2 separate regions of the Ovis aries genome follow, and region 1 is linked to region 2. The links are chromatin contacts, called in public Hi-C maps. All regions are on one chromosome and are shown on one strand. The core of a region is the stretch at or near the end of the contact, and the rest is flanking DNA. Distances in the headings are between cores, read along the strand shown. Region 1 holds the start of AP2A2 (adaptor related protein complex 2 subunit alpha 2). Region 2 has its middle 17 kb from the start of MUC2.

Region 1 (2,755 bases), core at 160-2,659, 120 kb before region 2:
TTGGCCACGGAAGGAGGAGGGCCTGGGAACCAGCACGGGCTGGTCCAGTTCACACAGTCCAAGAAAGGGAGCACTGCATGCTGCCGAAAGGTTGAGTGGCCTGAAGGGCAGATGAAGGCACGGCAGGGGGCAGGGGCCAGGGGGCAGGGGTCTTTCTCACGGCCAGTGGCATGTCCCAGCAGTCTCTGGACACCAACTCTCCCACCCCGATCCCCCACCAACATACACACACATGTACAGGGATCCCAGGAGGTGTAGGAAGCCCAGGGTCAGCACTGAGAGAGGTGTGATGGCTGTCCATCTCTAAGCCTGTCCTCCGAGAAGCCCCTCCACTGTGGGTTGAGTTTGCCATCTGTCCACGCCACGCATGAGCCCCTGCAGCCTCTTGGCACTGCCCTGCCCAGTGAGTGGCGGCCGGGGGTGGGTCATGGTCTCCTCACCTGAGTCCCCAGGCCTGGCTACGGTAGGGTTATCTCCTCCCCTGGGGAAACAGGCCCTAGAGGGTATCTCCTTCAGGAAGCCCTCGGCAGCCCAGCCCTTTGAAAGCTTTGGAAGGTGGTGAAATTGCTGCCTTATATGGATTCGGGTCTCCACAGGTTCTGGCTTCCCCCAGGGGTCCCAAAGGACCAGAGCTTGGGTCCTTGGTCCATGGAAGGGGCCCTGTCCCTTTTTTCTCCTAGCCAGGGTCCATCAGGGGCCCAGCCTCTTACTGAGAAGGGAGCCGGGGTGGGTCTGGGCTGTGGCTCTGGAACCTCTCTGGAGAGAGAGAGGCCATCCCACTTCGTGAAGGACAGCTTGGTGGGGCCACCTGCTCTCCAGACAAACTCCTGGGGTGTCTGCCTGCTAAGGCCCCTGCAGTGCACTGCGGTTGGGCCCCGGTCCTGCCTCCACCTCCCCAGGCTGCGGAGGTGGGTGGCGGCAACAGCGGCAAAGGGTGCGGTTGGTCACCACGGAGCTGGATTCAAGACTGAGCCCGGTCCCCCGGCGCTGTCAAGGGGTGGGGGGACGCTGTCTCTTCAGGGCTGTCTCCCCCTTGTAAAGAGACGGGCCGGCTCTGGACGGCCGGGTGATGGGCAGCTGGCCCCAGAGCTCTGGATGGGGACGGGTCCCCCGCGGGAGGCCGACGGCAGGCGGCCCCAGAGCCGGGCGGGGAGGGCGGAGGGACGGTGGGCGGAGGCGCGGCTGGCGGTGGGGCTCCCCGCGTGGGGGTCGGGCGCGGAGGATCCTGCGCGGCGGAGGCCGGCGCCCCCCACCCCCGCCTCCGCCGGGCCCCTCCCGCGGCGCGCGCCTCCCGGGGCCGCCGCCCGGCCGTGCGCGCCCGCCGCCGACGTGCTCGCCCCCGCGCCCCGGCCGCCGTCGGTCGCCGCGCGAGCGAGCGTGCGTGCGTGCGCGCGCGCGCGGCGGCCCCGAGAGCGGCGCTGGAGCCTGAGGCGACTGGGCTGAGGCGGCTCCTCCCGGCTCCCGCTCCTGCGGCCCGCTGCCCTCTCCTTCCCGGGGCCCGCCAGCCCAGGCCGCTCCCCGGGCCCGAAGATGCCGGCCGTGTCGAAGGGGGACGGGATGCGGGGCCTGGCCGTGTTCATCTCGGATATCCGCAACTGTGAGTGGCTGGGCGCCGGGCCGGCCTGCGGGGGGCGGGGGCGCAGGCCGGGGTGAGGGGCTGGCCGGCACTGGCCTTCGCGGGCTGGGCTCCGGGGCGCGGACCTGGCGGGCGGGGGTCCTGGGGTCGCGGGCTGGGCTCCGGGGCGCGGACCTGGCGGGCGGGGGTCCTGGGGTCGCGGGCTGGGGTCCGGGGCGCGGACCTGGCGGGCGGGGGTCCTGGGGTCGGGGGCTGGGCTCCGGGGCGCGGACCTGGCGGGCGGGGGTCCTGGGGTCGCGGGCTGGGCTCCGGGGCGCGGACCTGGCGGGCGGGGGTCCTGGGGTCGCGGGCTGGGGTCCGGGGCGCGGACCTGGCGGGCGGGGGTCCTGGGGTCGGGGCTGGGCTCCGGGGCGCGGACCTGGCGGGCGGGGGTCCTGGGGTCGGGGGCTGGGCTCCGGGGCGCGGACCTGGCGGGCGGGGGTCCTGGGGTCGCGGGCTGGGGTCCGGGGCGCGGACCTGGCGGGCGGGGGTCCGGGGCGCGCGGACTTGGAGGACAGGGGTCCTGGGCTTGGGGGCTGGGGTCCCGGGCGAGGACTTGAAGGGCGGGGGTCCTGAGGTTGGGGCTGGGCTCCCGGCGCAGACCTGGCGGGCGGGAGTCCTCGGGTTGGGGCTGCAGTCCGGGGCGTGGACTTGGAGGGCAGGGGACCTGGGGTTGGGGCTGGGTCCGGGGTGCGGGCAGCGTTCAGCACCCGCGCAGGGGGCTTGGCTCTGCTGAGGGGCTTCTAGCGAAGCCACCCCTCCCCAGCATGATGTCACCCCGAGCAGTCGGCCGGTCTTTCTAGTAACGGAGCATCTAACCCAGCGTTTTCCAGAATAGCGAGCCTTTTCACTGGGAGTGGGAGTAGCGAAACCCGCGTCTTGCGGGGAAGCAGCTGCTTGACCTGGGTCCTGGCGGCCTGTTAGGCCCTGATTAAAGTGATTCGCTCCCAGGGAATCGGCCCCAGGCGGTGGCGCGGGATGGCCTCGGGGAAATGCTGCTCTGCCCACTGTCTTTGGTCAGGGACCGAGTTTTCAGCGACATGTGCCCCTCACAGAGTGGGAAACTCCATGCGGACAGGTGGGCCCGGCTGGAGGCGGGGCCGCACCCTTGCCCTGCCGATACATTTGACTTTGGTGCGC
Region 2 (3,001 bases), core at 347-2,846:
GACCCATTCCTCCCGAAGATCTGCCTGCACCCTCCATCCCGTAGACCCCTTGGGCCCCTGTCGCACAGGAGAGGCCCATCTCAGGGGTCCTGCCTGCTGTTGCTGGGGGCCTCCAGAGGCTGTGGGTTCACCCTCTGAGCTGGAGCACTGTCCCCGCCCCTGCTGGGGGACCACCCCTGGGGAGGAGTGTCCTCGCACCTCCTTCTGAGCATCACTGAGATGAATGGCACCCCCAGGCCTGGGCCTTGCTGGCCTGAGCCGCCCCCCTGCCCTCTGGGTACAGCCTCACCAAGCACTCATGACTTGTGGATCAAGGGTCCTTTCACCCACAGTAACGGATGTGGCGGTAGCCGCTGCCGCAGCCCACGCTTGCAGCCCCATGCCAGGCCCTGCCCCTCGCATGTCTGTGGTCGGTGGGGTTGCCTGGAGTCCAGTGCTGCCCACCGGGCCCCATCCCTGTGCGGCTGCCCCTGGGGTGACGCTGACCCATGGGTGACAGGCAGGGCAGGTCCCTCAGCTGCTCCTTGAGAGCTTTCTGTTGACTTTCCTGCTCACCTGGCTCAGTAATCTGCTGGTGCAAAGGCCACATCCGCTTCCTTGAGGCCCGCTCCCACCACACTGCGTCACCTAGACTTGGCTCTGGTTCCAGCCCTGGCCTCCCGGGGGGTCACCCCTCCTGGGGGGTCACCACTGAAGGCTGCGCTCCCCACCATGGGAAGGCAGGGCATCAGGGGCTCTCTGTATGGTCACTATGCCAAGGACACGCGGCCACGCCTAGGAGGACAGGCTCCTCTCTGGGGGAAGCAGGGACAGATTCTAGCCGTCCAGGAGGGGGCGGTGTTGTGGCCAACTCCAGGCAGGGTCCCACCTCCTCCCAGCCCCAGAGCTGGGGCGGTCGTTCTGGGCACTTCTGAACCCTCACACAGCCCCTGCCCTGAGGACCAGCCGGCAGTGCGGGCCCTGCTGCCTCCGTCCTGCCCCCTGGCTCCCCTGGGGGTTTAGGCCAGGTGGGTTCCAGGTAGTCTGTTTGCAAAGGGCCCTCTAAGGGTGGGGACTGAGGCTGTAGGCAGAACCCCAGGACCACCGGGTGGGGGCTCTTCTCTGGAGGACGGAGGCCATCGGGTTGTCCATTTCCCCCGCACTTGCAGGCTGCCACCTGGTTCCCTGCGCAGGCGCAGAGGTGGGCGGCCCTCTGTGGGGCAGGGCCGGGCAGGGAGGGCCCAGGGCCAGAGCAGCAGGGCGGGCTGGTCAGCTGGGGAAGGGTCCCCAGCAGGTGTGATGCTTAGAGCGACTGATGATTCCCAGCCCCCACTGCGCGGAGGCCAGTGACCTGCCCAAGGTCAGGCAGAGCTCCCTCCAGTCCAGCCTGTGAGCCGCGCAAGCTGGACGCTGACTCCGCGGCACGCGCTGCTCACCTGGCACAGCGCCGCGATGCGGAGACAGGCGGGGTCAGGGGACGGCGAGACGCCTTCGGACTGACCCCGCACCCGCTTGCGGGGGCCCTGAGGCCGGCGCAGACCCCGCGGATCTCCGGGAGGGCGAGGTCCACTCAAGCCACGCCCACGCGGGGAGGAGTCCGAGGGGGCGTGACTCACTCGCTGAGCCACGCCCCCGATCAGGTCCGCCCACGCCCCGGCGCAGGAGTGCACATGCGCAGACTTCCCTCTGGGCGGCTGTGCGGGCGACGCGCGCCACCTGCTGGCCAACGTCTGCATCCCCGGTGCCTCCCGCGCCTGCCACCTTGCTCCGGTCGCGCTGATCAAGGCGCGCGCTTGCCTGGGATGCTGGGCCGGGCTGGGGCGGGCGGCGGTGAGCTCCCTGCACGTCTGGCTGCGGGAGCGCCCAGAGGAAGCACTGCAGTGGGCAACGACGAGGTGGCTCTGGGGGGCCCTGGGGCCTCTGGCTCCTGGGACCTCGGGGCCTGGCAGGGCCTGTGCGGGGCTCCGCGGTGGGAGGTGGCGCTCCGCTGGACCTGATCCGAGGGACCTGGTGGTCGCCAGTTCTCCACGGCTGTGCCAGGCTCCCGCCCACTCCCAGCCCATCCCTGTGACGTGCAGAAGGGGCAGCTGCTGCCAAGATCCCAGACCCCAGATACAGGAGGCTTGTTCCAACCCTCTAGGCTGCTCATGGCCCTCCACGGTGATGTGTGGTTTCAGAGCTGACCCCCATTTGCTGCCAGGTCCCTGCAGGCCCCAAGGGGACAGCACCCCTTGCCCCTGCACCCCAGCCTAACGTTCTGCCTGAGTCTGGGGGGACCACCCCCAGGACCCCGCCCCTCCCAAGGCCACCTTCTGGCAGGAGGGTGCAGGTGGGGGCAGGAGGCGGCAGCCCACACAGGGCCCTGAAGCGCCACAGTATGCGATGGAACCGCCCTCCACCACAGAAACACTGCAAGCTTTTACTGAGTGCCAGCTGTATGCAGAGCACATTGCGGGGGGTGCCCGGGAAGCAAAGAGTGGGCTGGCTCGGAGATCCTGGGAGGACCTGGGGAGGACCTGGAACCCCAGGAGGGCCCGGTTCCAGACCCCTCTTCCCACACATTCACCAGCATCAGGGGCGCTAGGATGGAGCTCTCCACGGCTGAGAGAACTCTCCAAGTTCACCACGGCTATGCCAAGCTCCCCCTCCCTGCCCTGTCCCCCCCACCCTGCCCCGTCCCCCCGTTAGCCTAGCTGTTTGGTGTCCTGCAGGCTGCCTGGGGGAGCTACTTGCAGGGGCTTGGGGGGTGCTACTGGGTAGGTGTGGACGCTGCTCCCTCCTCCCGCCCCCCACCCCCCCAGCCCATAGACGAGCTTGGAGGAAGTAATTTCCCAGTGATCTTACCTGTGGCTGGAGAGGTAGGCCCCAGTGTCTGCATCTCAGCGCCCCACCCCCCAGGGCAGAGCCAGGTGGGCGGCCTGGGCACCGGCCCATCAGCTGTAAGTGGCACCTGGGGGCCCCACCTGGCGACTCTGGGCCTGAGGGCAGTGGGTCCCCCTGGTGGTCCCCTGGGTCCTGACCA

What was found. Hi-C and Micro-C count contacts between places; a contact is called where the count stands out from the background.
Region 1: a Hi-C map of hypothalamus shows a contact between it and region 2, with 3 times the contacts expected there. The contact joins the promoter of AP2A2 here to the enhancer-like site in region 2. A contact is called at or near these places in 4 of 16 Hi-C or Micro-C datasets (hypothalamus, liver, muscle and 1 more).

Annotation. Positions count from the first base shown.
Region 1 is chr21:46,869,013-46,871,767 of ARS-UI_Ramb_v3.0, reverse strand. It overlaps AP2A2 (adaptor related protein complex 2 subunit alpha 2), which reads left to right and starts at 1,409. Exons shown (of 22, transcript XM_060404169.1): 1 at 1,409-1,597. The coding sequence starts at 1,531.
Region 2 is chr21:46,753,191-46,756,191 of ARS-UI_Ramb_v3.0, reverse strand. No RefSeq gene overlaps it. Among named protein-coding and RNA genes, the nearest start is that of MUC2, 17 kb to the right of the region's middle. Within about 2 kb of position 1,596, at least 26 of the 54 cell types and tissues checked have an H3K27ac peak or open chromatin away from gene starts, as enhancers often do. A contact at or near this core is called in hypothalamus, liver, muscle and 1 more, where this site is marked.